Linked DNA regions of Mus musculus: region 1 is linked to region 2. Evidence: chromatin contacts called from public HiChIP or PLAC-seq data. All regions are on one chromosome and are shown on one strand. The core of a region is the stretch at or near the end of the contact, and the rest is flanking DNA. Distances in the headings are between cores, read along the strand shown. Region 1 holds the start of Hhla1 (HERV-H LTR-associating 1). Region 2 overlaps Oc90 (otoconin 90).

Evidence for each region. HiChIP or PLAC-seq counts read pairs in DNA pulled down with a chosen protein or histone mark.
Region 1: an H3K27ac HiChIP or PLAC-seq map of embryonic stem cells shows a contact between it and region 2, with 6 read pairs. The contact joins the promoter of Hhla1 here to the enhancer-like site in region 2. A contact is called at or near these places in 4 of 39 promoter capture datasets (the 3T3-L1 cell line, cranial neural crest, embryonic stem cells and 1 more), 1 of 484 Hi-C or Micro-C datasets (nephron progenitors), 1 of 115 datasets of contacts at active chromatin or transcription factors (embryonic stem cells) and 2 of 9 other capture datasets (adipose tissue and pancreatic islet).

Annotation. Positions count from the first base shown.
Region 1 is chr15:65,974,625-65,981,091 of GRCm38.p6, reverse strand. It overlaps Hhla1 (HERV-H LTR-associating 1), which reads left to right and starts at 4,288. Exons shown (of 17, transcript NM_001145096.1): 1 at 4,288-4,343.
Region 2 is chr15:65,891,853-65,898,238 of GRCm38.p6, reverse strand. It overlaps Oc90 (otoconin 90), which reads left to right. Exons shown (of 15, transcript NM_010953.2): 5 at 399-573; 6 at 5,775-5,887. Among named protein-coding and RNA genes, the nearest start is that of Oc90, 17 kb to the left of the region's middle. Within about 2 kb of position 1,453, at least 11 of the 459 cell types and tissues checked have an H3K27ac peak or open chromatin away from gene starts, as enhancers often do. A contact at or near this core is called in embryonic stem cells and stem cell-derived epiblast-like cells, where this site is marked.

The DNA.
Region 1 (6,467 bases), core at 3,039-5,538, 80 kb before region 2:
CATAGTGGGCTTTTAGGATATTGGCTGTTCTAATTCTGAATCAGGAGAGATTCACTGTGATACTTTGAGAAGAGGGTGGTGAGATGTTATTTATATTAAAAATGGCTTCCATGACTGCTCTATTGAAAATGCCCGAAGGGCCCAAAATAGAATAAGGAAGGTCAGTCCAGAACAGTATCATGTTGGCAACAATTCAAATGAGAACCATTTAATTTCATGGAGCTGCTGTGTAAGTCCTGATGATTGAACCCAGGTCCTTTGGAAGTGCAACTGGTACTCTTAACCACTGAGCTATCTCTTCAAGGGGAGACTAAGGGGAATCTGTGGGGGTGATCCTAGCTGAGATTTCTACCAGTGGAGGATATAGAGACTAAAGTGGCCACCTACTGCAGGACTTCCAGTAGAAGGAGGGGGACATCAATTCACCCACAAAACCTTCAACCCAAAATGTGTCCTGCCTACAGGATGCACAGGGATGGAGCAGAGATTAAGTTAATGGCCCACCAATGACTGGTCCAATATGGAATCCATCCCACAGGAGATAGCCAACCCCTGACCCTAATAATGATATTCTGTTGTGCTTGCAGACAGAAACTTAGCATAACTGTCTCTGAGAGACTTAATCCAGCAGTGGATGGAAACAGATGCAGATACCCATAGCCAAACATCAGGCAGAGTTTAGTGAGTTTTGTGGAAGAGTAGAGGATAGAATTGAGGAAGGTGGAGGGGTCAAGGACACCACAAGAAGCGCTCAGAGTCAACTAACCTGGACCCGTGGGGGCTCACAAAGACCAACCAAAACATGCAAAGGCTGGACCTTAAAGCCCCTATACATTTGTAGCTGATATGCAGCTTGATCTTCATATGGGTCCCCTAACAATTGGGGCTACCTGACTGTGTGACCTGCCATTCCCCTTCCCCTATTTGGACTGCCTGATTATTGGGCCTCAGTGGGAGAGGAGGTGTTTAGTCTTCCTGAGATCAGATGTCCCAGAGTGTGGTGGTACCCAAGGGAGAGCTTCTTTTCTGCAGATAAGGGGAGGGGTAATGGGAAGAGGGATTTGTAAGGGTGGGATGGGAGGAGAGGAGGGAGGGAGCTGTAATTTGGATGTAATGTGAATAAAAATAAATAAATTGTGGGAAGAAAAATGAGGAGCATGAGTGGTTGGAGCAGCAGAGGTCTATGGAGTCTAGGGAAATGGTTCAGTGTGTTTACCACTTGCCAAGAAAGCATCAAGTATTGAATCAGCATCTATAGAACCTGCATGAAGCTAAACACAAAGTCACACATCCATACTCCCAGCTCTTCTTCAGTGTAATAGAAGGCAGAGACAGGAGTATCCCCAGAAGCACATGGGTTTAGCATGCTCAGTGGATGGAAAAACAACAACAACAACAACAACAACAAAAGAACCTGTTTCACACAAGGAGGAAGGCAAAAAAACAGGCACTGGAAATGTCCTCTGGCTTTCATATGCATATCATGGCACAAATTCACAAAAAGAATTCAAAGTTAAGAAGAATGCTTAGGGCCAAAGATATACCAATGTTTATCTATACATTCATATCATTTTCCACATTCTCATGAAACACATTTAAAGCCATAATGCATAACAGCATCACCTAGTAACCAAGCATAGAGAAAAAGGAGGCGCTCTAAGGATTGAACCCTACAACACTGAGACAATAAGAAGATGAGGAGGAACCACCAATGTGGGCTGAGTTTGAACACCTAATAAAAAAAGGAAAATCAAGAGTATGTCACTGAGGAAGGCAAGCTTGAAGTGTCCCCAAAAAGGAGCCGAAAGCGAATGAGACTAAGTGCTGCTGGGTTCTCATATGGGAAGATGGTCAGTCACTTGGAATCCCTGGGAGCCATATTTGATGCCATGCCTGATTGTTGTGTCTTGAATTAGGAAAAGGAGAGGGATAGATGCACTGAATTACAGAACAAATTTGATAATTGTCACCATAAAAATGAAAGACATGGAGAGCTATGAGGAAGCAAGTAGGTATTTGTTTTATTCAAAAAATAATAGTATATTTGCATGCTTGTGGGGATGAGTCTATAGGGAGGTGGAAACAGATTTAAGGATGGGAAAGGGCAACATTTACAGAAGCCCGTCTTTCCACCAATTAGGACAAGAAAGACAACAGACATGAAGGAAGAAGTTTACTTAAGGAGCTTTAAGAGCAGCAGGCATGGCAAGATGTACAGGAAAGCACCTGCAGTGCACCCATGAAATCAGGAGCAGAGGGATCAACAGAAAAACAGCCAAGATCCTTTGTCAGGGTTTTCTTGGGAAGGAACTGGCAAGGCACGGAAGTGTGCTAAAGGTTCAGTGAATCATATCAAGGGACTCTGGTGTAGCCTAGCCTAGGGGAAGGGTTCACCAAAAGCATCATATGGAGGAGGTAGTTGTGAGAATGCAAAGCATGATCCGGAGCAAATAGGAATTGGCCTTTGAAGAGAGAAGAGGACGTCCCTGGGTGAGCAAGGTTCCAAGGGTTGAGGTATCACAAGATGGCCCAATGAGTTGCTCTGGAAATGGAGAATTGGGGCGGCAGCAACAGTAGCCGGGCCCCTGGTGTCATGACAAATTTCAGGACAGCTCAGACAGCCCCATTGTCTCTTCTCTAGCTATCAGCAGCAGCACAGGTGTCAGTATAGGGGACAAGGAGGACATAGCAGCCATGGGAAGACAAAGGTCACAGGTCCTATTAAGAATCCTGTGAGCCAGTGACATTTCAGACTTTAAAATTCCATGTTTTAGAACCACTTGAATGTAATCCTGCAATAGAAACCTTAAGGAATTAAATAAATGGGCAAGGGATATGGCTCAGTGGGTAAAGTGCTTACTGAGGAAGAAGGAGGATTTTGACTTCAGATCCCTAGAACCCACATTAAAAAAAAAAATAAGTTTAACATAGCAATACATATTTGTGATCTTAAAGCTGGGGGAGAGACAGCAGGGTCCTGGGGCCTCCCTGCAAGGTTCTGTGAAAGACTGTGTCTCAAAAACAAAGCAGAAAGTAATAGATGATGACTGGGTTAAACATGGCCTACACACACACCACAAACCGAAACGTTCATGCTGAAGTGATTACACCCTGATGTCCTGGAAGTCACATAGGAACTTCCAGAGAAAAAGATTCTGGTAACTTGTCTCACAGCTGAATCCACACATGCATGTCTCCTAGCTCCTGTTCTCTCGTCTTTTCTATAAACTGCAGCCCTTGGTTTAGGAAAAGTAGAGAGATCCTGAGAAGTTTTCTCTTCCTAGTTCTCACCAAAATTGTAAATAAACACACTTCTGATGACTTTTTTGCTACTTGTTGGGTTGGTTGGTTGGTTTGTAAAAGAGCAAGCATTAGATGTTAGATTCAGCTGTCATTTGGGGTGTTGACCTCAGTCATCATGACTCCCTGCTGAAACCCCAGAGAAAAGCAGAATTCTAAATCCTAAAGACGCTTCTGCTGCCCTGCACCTCAACTACCTTACCTTATTTTACTTGCCAGAGTTGCGTTTACTAGGATGGAGGAGTTGGAACTTAATTTTTCTTCCAGAGGAAGGGCAAAAGAGCTTCTACCTAAACAGAAACACGCAGGCCTGTGGGCCTGGGCCCTGACTAGCTTACTGGGACAATTCAGGGTCTAGGAAAAACAACCTTACTTCATTTAGTGTTTTTATTCTACACAGCACCTATCAGCCTTAAAATCTGTCTATGTGGTTTTTATGTCAACAGAATAGTCTCCTTTGCTTAGTTCCCCTGACTTTTAAAACCTTGACATCTTTCCCTCGTTCAAAGCCTTGTGCACATGAGCAGTTGGTTGGCTTGAGTCTCCTGCTCTTGGTACCTGCCATCCTTGACCTCAGCCGGGACACACTTCTTTACAAGACTCTGGCTGGCTGTGTGCCAGATGATGTTGTGCCCAAAGATGACCAGGACAGGAAGGGAGACTCATCGCCTGCTTCCTGCTGTGCTATTCCCTCCACAGAGTAATTACTCTCCGGAAAGTTTTCCCATCCCTGACTGAATCGCTGCTTTGTCATTCAGCTCACGGATTCTATTCAGCTTATCACACAGGCATTTTTCTCTGATGGAGATGATCCTCTTTCACTGCCCCAAGTTTGGGGGAAGATTATTATCCCTCCCCCCTTCCCCCGTCCCCTCCCCCCAGAGGATTTAAAGCAAAGTTATCAAGCCTTCCCCACTCCTCCAACCCTGCCCCGCCCTGTATCTTTCACTAAGAACTCATATAAATCCTACCATTCTGACCTCACTGCTAATCTTCTTGGCTGTCTAAATTCTTTGAAGTCATTCATCCTGCTCAGGAGACCGGTGAGTTGTATACTATAGATATTTTAAGCTGCCTTTGGACTCCTCGCCCCAAAAGCGTGAGTTCAGCTAAGGAATGCTGTAATTCCTATGTTCTGGCTCCTGCAGGCTGACAGATAGAAGAGTCCTTTCTGCCAGATCTTCAGCACATTGAGTGAAGAGTGCATACTTTGATCACAATCTGTGGCTGCCCATTTCCTCTATGGTATTGATTAGGATCTTAAGGCATTCTTGAGCCAGTGGGGGGACAGATTGATTGTCCTCACTTCTGAGATAAAGAAAATATGATCTTCATTCCAAGAAATTGAACCAATAAGTGAAGAATGCCCCGAGATGTGTCTAACAGCAATGTAGCTGCTGCCAAATTTAACTTTCTGAGCTAAGTAAATCTCAACTCTGTTACGGACTCAGACAGTAAACAGACAACCCCCCCAACCCCCCGGCTTTTCTGGTCTTCTTGCCTTGAAATGAATGCTCTCTAGACTTCATTTTCTTCAGACTATGGAATGACAATAATAGCAACTAATGTCAAGGTGGCATCTTTTCCTCTTCAATAGATATTTTGAAAAGACAGCTCCTCACCTGTTTGAGTTGCTCTAAAGGTTGTGGTGGTGGCTGTCTGGGATTAAAATCTCGGGCTGTTATCACCATCGTAATGGCCTTGAGCAATTATTAACCCAGCCTCTACTTCCTCTTCAAGAAGAGGAAGCTGGTTCTAAGCTAGAAACAAGATGAGCAAGTGATCATAAAGATACATGGAGAATTAAATATCTCACATTCACTCTGGCTGTTCAGGCACCTGTGAACATTTTTTCCCTCTAAGCCACTGAGATTTCTGCATCGAAGGGCTATCTTAAGCCTTTCACAGTGCAATGGGAAAGGTAGACTTGCTTGTGAGTTCAAACCATACATTAATCTGTGCTCTGTATTAACTGGAAGCCATAAAATGTTTACCTAGACTCTAAATTTTAAGATCTTACTGTATATGCCAAAAATACTACAGCTGTTTGTTGATAAAAATAAGGATGTATCATAAGACTCTTAGATGGATCTTGACCCACTGGTCTCAAGTCACATCTTTTTATCTGTCTTCTTGGGAGTTTCTGGGCTTCTAACCCTTCCATCCATTCAAATACTCGGAAGTCATCAATTTTGTTGTTTAGCATCGGGTCCTTTCCATGACTTTCTGGGGAGGATTTTTGCAGGTAGGAAAGAATTTCCAGTTCTGTTGTTAAATGTTGTGTTTGGTTGGTTTGGACTTGGGTTTTTTGTTTTTGTTTGGGGTTTGATTTTGCTTTATATTTTTTATTGGTTTGAAACAGGTTCTCACACTGTATTTAAGGCTGGCCTGAAACTTCCTTTGTAGCTTAGTCTGGCTCTGAACTCTGAATGATCCTCCTGTCTCAACTGCCTGAAGGCTGGGTTTATAGACATGATCCATCACACATGGTTCTCCTTTAAGAAACCATGTGGTTATGAGCCAAGGGGTCCACCTCTGATCTTTTTGTTTTGATATTACACAAAAGGTCTTATTTATCTAATATGATAGGCATATAAAATAATACACACAGACTGTGTGTAAACATGGAGGCTTAGTGCATGGAATCTAGCCTACCAACAAAAAAGTAATATTTCCTCTAATCTTAGTACCAATGCCTGAGGAGCTACAAATTGAACTAACAAAGTTCGATTAAATGAAGTGTGGTGTCCCATATGGTTATGTCAGTCTTCACAGACTTAAAATGAAAATCCATTCTTGGGAAAGAGGCAACTAGATCCAGAGTTTTACATACTCTTTTAGTAAGAGGTCAATGAAGCTGTGAGAGGAAATATAATCAAAGAAAGGGTCATTGCAGCTTCAAGAGGTGGGACATTAAATCCATGGGGGAAACAGACTGAAGACAAGGCTCACTTTAAGGTGAGCTCTGTGTGCAAACTGTACTCAGTGCCAATTTTCCATCTTCTTTATGACCATGAAAATCTTTCTGGACATGAAAATTATGGCACAATCCATTCTTGGGAAATATGTGCATTTTGTCAGATAAAGGAATCACTGAAAAGGTTACTTCCTATGCCTGTCAATTCTCAATAGCTTTCAACTCAAAATAATCCATGCGCAAAAGTGTC
Region 2 (6,386 bases), core at 204-2,703:
TCTTACATGTTTCTACTTCTGTATTAGGAAGCAAATATTTTCCAGAAGTCTTTGACAAACTCCCTCCTAAGTCTTTTTCTGGCCAGATATGGGTGATGTGCTCAGTGAGATCCTAGTCACTGTCATGGAGGTACACTGGTATAGCCACCAGCTAAGAATAATAGTGAAATTTTGCAAATTGGCTTACCTTCCTGAGAACTTTTCAGTTTCGTTAGTAAGGAAGATATCAAGTGGGTATACCATGGCTGGAGCTACATAGCTGCATTTGACTGACTACACCGCATATAATAACTACACTCATGATGTCACATCAGCCAGGGTTGCAGGAAGTCCAAGGAAGAAACTCCTCATGCACTTGGGTTCCCTGTGCCCACCATACCTGCTCTCCCCACCCACAGACTGCCTAGGTTCCCACTTCACCTGGCTGCAGGCTGTCTTCACCAACTTCCCGCTGCTCCTCCAGTTTGTAAACAGTATGAGGTGTGTAACTGGCCTCTGCCCCCGGGACTTTGAAGACTATGGTTGTGCCTGTAGGTTTGAGATGGAAGGGATGCCTGTGGACGAGTCTGATATGTAAGTATGAACCACAGGTGAGCTCATTGCAGCCAGATGACACCTTGGATGGAACAAATATAGACAGAGACCCAGAGGAGAGACTCAGGAGAGATCTAATTCTGTTACCTACTAAAGGGCAACTGGTACTCATCTCTTCACACTGCAGTATAACTAACGATGTTGTTGTAGGTGGGTACACAAGAGCCTCTGTCATGGAAACACTATACTGCAGGGTTGTTCTAAAATGGGGTTCCCTATATTAATAGCATAAGATCCTTATTATAACAGTTCTATCAATACAAGATACATTGAGGGGAACCTGGAAGCCTTATCCAGTGCATTTCTGCCAACTAGAGAAAAAGCAGCTATGGCGGTTGCTATCCAACCTTCAATAAACATAAACAACAACAACCCAGGTGTGCTGTGCTAAAGATAATCAAAACACTACTCCTGCCTTAGTATAGAATGCAAAAAATATGCACAGCCACTAAAGACATGCTCCATCCCTATGGACAAGGAAGCTGCACCCTTGAACAAAGTAGCAAGATGGGCAATGACAACTGAAACCTAAAAACATTAAGCAAGTTTTAACAGGGGTGTGGTCAACAAGTATGGAAGTAGGAGGGCCAACTGAGCTATTGACTGACTTGAGAAATCTGTTGCTATGTGTTCAAATTCAAGCCCTGTTACCCATGACTCAGCAATTCTCCTTCTCTGCTCCTTACCCAGTCACTTAACTTGTTTATATTCTATTTTCTTTACCTTTAAAAGTGAAGGTAATTGTAATGCTTACTTCGGAGTCACTATTTTGGTTTACATGATTAAATACTAACTGAACGAGGCACTGTGACTGTGCCTAGTTATGAGGTGGTGAAGAGTATCAGTAACCATGGAAACAAGACTGGGCTTGTAGAAGCAGTCACAGTAGGGATGGTAGTAGCAATGACTGTAGTGAGGTAGCTATAGTTGTCTGCTGCAGACCCTCTGGGCCCCTTTGCCTGTGTGGAACGGGTCTCTGGGGCAGCTGGGCAAAGCGTCGGATGGAATGACAGACAGATGCACACAGGAGAGGTTGTATAGAATCTGAATGTAATTTGTCAAATCGAGCATCAAACTTTTTATACAGAAGACAATAAGGAAGTTGAGTGACATACCCGCAAGGTACAAAGAGGTTACTGGATTCTTACATAAAACAGAGGAATGCAAACACAGAAGGTCTAACAGGAACCACCTGGGATAGAATTCATTGTTAACAACTGGGATCAACAAAGGCTCCACCTAAGATTCACTTAATCTTAGAAGCCAGGGTCAAGGGCTTCATGCCCTTGCCATAGTTCCTATTTTAGTCTATTGTATAGTCTGCCTTTCCCTTAGGCCATTGTAAATACGTGTGTATGGGTGTAACTCAGCTATCTATAGTTCTAAGTATCTACTCTACTTTCTCCTTAGGTCTCAAACTTCCTTCTTCGTAGATGATGGTAAATTCCTGTGTAGGGCAGTGACCTAGCTTTTATTCAAAGTGATAGTGTAATATCAGAGGCAATTCTGAATGTCACTCAATAGGCAACATTTTTCCTAAATTCCAAGCCCATGGTCAGCTTAAGGACTTTCTAGGACATTGGAACACTGGCAAAGGCTTGGCTATGTCAGAATTCAATCTTAAAAGGCACTTATAATAGGATAATACTAAAAGAGAGCATGTGGATCCATACACCAGACTAACATGGGAATGGAAAATTAATGTATGGGTTAGAGAGGACGCCAGACTCCAGGAGGTGAGTTTCCGTGAAACTCTTTGCCTCGTGAGTAGCTTCCAAGCCTCTTGGCCTGTCAAGCTGACTCGACCAGAGTACATGGCAAATACCAACAATAATAAGACTGAAGTAGTAGTAGTAATAGCAGCAGCCATAGCAGGGAAAGACCAGGGCTAGTATATTAGTAAGAGTGACTGTAACCATGGTAACAGCATCAGAACTAGAAAATTGAATCTGGATCTGAAGTCTATTTCATAATTAATGTCCTATCTCTCTGGCATAATCCTGTGACCCAGATGAAATGCCATAGGGCATGCACTTTTTTTTTTTTCATCTGTGTGGGCTCAGAGAAGATGGGACAGAAACTCTATGGAGCCCCATGATGGACAGCTCATACTTGCCCTGGCATTTCTTGAAAGGTGTCCTTTTCCAGTTGCCTTGGTTCTCTGTTCTTCACATCGTGGAGCTTTTGCTTGTATCTACTCCATAGGCAAGTGCAAGCACACGGTCTGTCTCTGGAGTCCACTCGTTGTCCTCTAAGGAGGGAGCACACTATGCTCTTTCTTTTTACTCCGGTCCTAGTGACCCCACTGACTGAGGAAGTGACCAACTTTTAATTCTTTTTCATAGCTTAAAAATGAATGCATTGAAAAGGATATGTTCTTGCTTGACATAGCATAATAGCTTTGCAGTTAAACAATGAACCATCTCTACTTTCCTTTCAAACCTACAGGAGAAGATACAAGTTGCATTTGGAACAAAGGGCTAGTTTTCCAATTTAGGGACCAGGGTCAAGGTAGTTGACACTGGGATGCTAAAGGACTGGTTCTGCAGGGCATGTGAAGTCAGGTCCAATTCTAAGAACATAATTTTCTGTTAAGTCCTCATTCCGGCTTCCTTTAATGCTTTGAACACCCAATAAACCAAGAAGTCAAATAAATAAAGGAGTCATTCATCACTGCCTCCTACCCAGAAAGAATGATCAAAGGTCTTATGTTCCCAAGGTGGAATCTAATTTCAGTTACTTTGTCCATTTTGGTCAATAGGGTGGGTGTTTCCAAACACCCTGGAAGACAGGTTGTTTCTGTCTTGAACTTACACACCTTGATTCCCTGCTGCTGTTTATTGAAATAGATGTTTTCTTAAATCTAAGAAATCCTCCATAGGCAGGATGAGAACAAAATGTACTGAAGGTCACCATCCTTCCGCATGTTTTCTTTGTTGCAGTGTTCGCCACTGACTGCTTCCCTGAACCTTACTTATAGCAGTGCCACCTTGCTGGGTGGCCTTGGCCAGGCTATAGAGCTGTGCTTCTCAAGAGTCTGCATATATAAATATTCACAGTTGTGGTCACACCTGCTGAGCAGCACTCAGGGGAGGTTGAGAAGTGCTGTATTTATCCAGTGCTCAGAGAAGGAAGAACATAGCTAGAGCTCAGCAAATGTTAGCTGCTGTAACAAAAGCAGTGATGAGCATCTTCCTCATTCCCTCTGAGAAACAGACAGTGATAAGCAGCAGCATCTTTGCCATCCCAATTCCACATCCTGTTCCCATTGTAGCTTCCTTGGCAACATATCCATCCTCCCCTGCTTGGGCCCTGGTCTCCAGACTTGCCATGCACAGCAGGGTCACTAGAAGAACATTACTTGTAAATGCTTGGAGCAGTTGCTAGAATACTCAAAGGTGTCAGCTATTACCATGAGACTCATGTAAGGTTAGTTTTTTAAAAATAGATAAGTAACGTTGTGCCCAAGGCAAATGCCTGGTGTTTGCTGGAGCTTGTCCAGCTGCAGAACCCCAGTCATCACCTCCTTGTACCACAAACTTGAACATCAAGGCTGCTAGTACAAATGAGGTCTCATTTTTCCTCTTCCTGTGTCCCAGGACCTCAGAGAAAGGTAGCCACCCATAACTCTGCCCATACTAAGAGAGGCAGTAGCTCCTAGCCTGGAGTCTGTAAGTCAGTCTGTAAGTCAGTCTGTAAGAGAATGGCTGTCTCCCTTCCCTGGTATTCAGACAGTTTTGTCTTCTCAATGCCTTAGAACCTCCCACATTCTCCTGAAGTCTGAGGGCTCCCCTATTTGCAACCAAAGACCGCAGACTTCCTTAGTTCATGCTTTTCTCTAGCTCGGATTTTATTCTGTGTTTGATCCTCAACAACACCCTGCAAGCTATGTCAAGCATTAACTGTAGTACATGTTTATACTTTCCTCAGGACTGATGTATACTAGATACTCTGTCCCATCTCACTGTGTAAACTCATAATAGTCCCTTGGGTCCCTGGGTCCTGAAGGTCCTGTTTGCACATGCAGAAAAGAACTGCATATTTGCATTAAAATGTTACCTTTAATGTTTCTTTTAATATCACCATCACACATAATCCAAGCTGCTGTTTACAGACGCTACTCTTTCTCACTGATAGATTCCTAACAGACCCACAGAGCATAAGCTCCTTCCCTGTTCATCACTTGCTTATCATTGAGTAGCATCTCAAATTCTCTCATAGATCTCTCATGCATGGACATGGTAGGAGAGAGACAATTTTGCAATATGGAAACCACCTGTGCTGCAAGAGGACTTGTGCATCTCACACAGGAATCCACATATAGCAAACTGAAATGTTCTCTGGCTCAGTGACTACTGCCACTTTCTGTTTTCTGCATAGTTGCTGGGGTCTCTCTCACCTTGACCCTGATTAAAGGCTAATCCACCCCTTCTTTCTCATCCTCATGGCTCTCTTTTCTTTTTCTTTTCATCTTATATATACCTCTTTTCATCCCTATCCTTCTCTGCCTTCTTGAGGCAGAGTTTCCTATATAGCCCAGACATGTCTTGAACTTGTAACCTTCCTGCCTCTCCAGTGCATGAATGATTGATAGATAGCTGACTTTCAGTGTTGGTTTCTTTGTTTAGGGATGTGAAATTACCCTACAAAATAGCCTTGGCTTTGTCACCACTGGTTATTTTAAGCAAGTCATAGAGGTACCCCTGAAATCTCTAGCAAAGGTGGATTTTTTTTAGAGACGTCAGCTCCCGTGTGAGGCCAAGAAGAGTGACAGAGGCAGATGGAGAGGGGCAACTTCTGTTATTTATACTGACTCGGGTGAATGCAGAATGTGGTGACAATAGCAAAAGTAGCATCCAAAGCAAGTGTTCAGACACGGCCTGGTATACCAGCCCATCTTCTTCTTCCCTGGACCATTTTTACACTATGTCCTCCAGCTGAGATCTAGGGCCATGTGGCTCACCACATCCAACTGCACATTGGGCAAAGGTGATGCACACTTCCATCTGAAGCATGTAGGACAGCAGGTGGCACGTGTGCATGGTGTGTGCATGTGCACACTGACTGAGCATTGAAACAGGTCAGTGCCAGATACCATCCAGACATCAGCATGATCTCAGCGTGCCTGCCTGTCTGGATCCTAACCACGGTCTCTCTTGATCCTGCCCCACCTGTCTCAGCTGCTGCTTCCAGCATCGCAGGTGCTATGAGGAAGCTGTTGAGATGGACTGTCTCCAAGACCCTGCCAAGCTCAGTGCAGATGTGGATTGCACCAACAAACAGATCACATGTGGTGAGCATTTTCAGGCCTCCCAGAGCAGGGGCACGAAATGACCAATGTGGTCCACGTGGGATCCATCTGCTCTGACACCACCATCATCGGTGCCATTGCTGAAACATAATTGATTGATGCATTTGTGGTTCACACATAGCTAATGTGCAATGAATGCTTTTGTTTTTTATGACTGAAACAGTTGATTGGAATACCATCTGAGTTATAATTTATTTATACTTGTGGTAACTGTAGTAAGTGGCAAATTGTTTGCTATTTATTCACCATGCAACATTACTTCCTTAATGTAACTACAGAACAGAAAGGAGAAAAGTCGCCTTCAAAGACATGTTATGTAAATTACATTAAGCCAGCTTGAGAAATGATTGAAGCAGTGGGCGGTGCATTGTCGTGAGTGGAGGTAGACATAGAGATGAGGGGTCAGGCTGGTGGTGGCTGCTGTTTCTATGAAGCAGGTGCAAATCATATGTTCCTGTGACTTACCATGTGACTCTAGGAA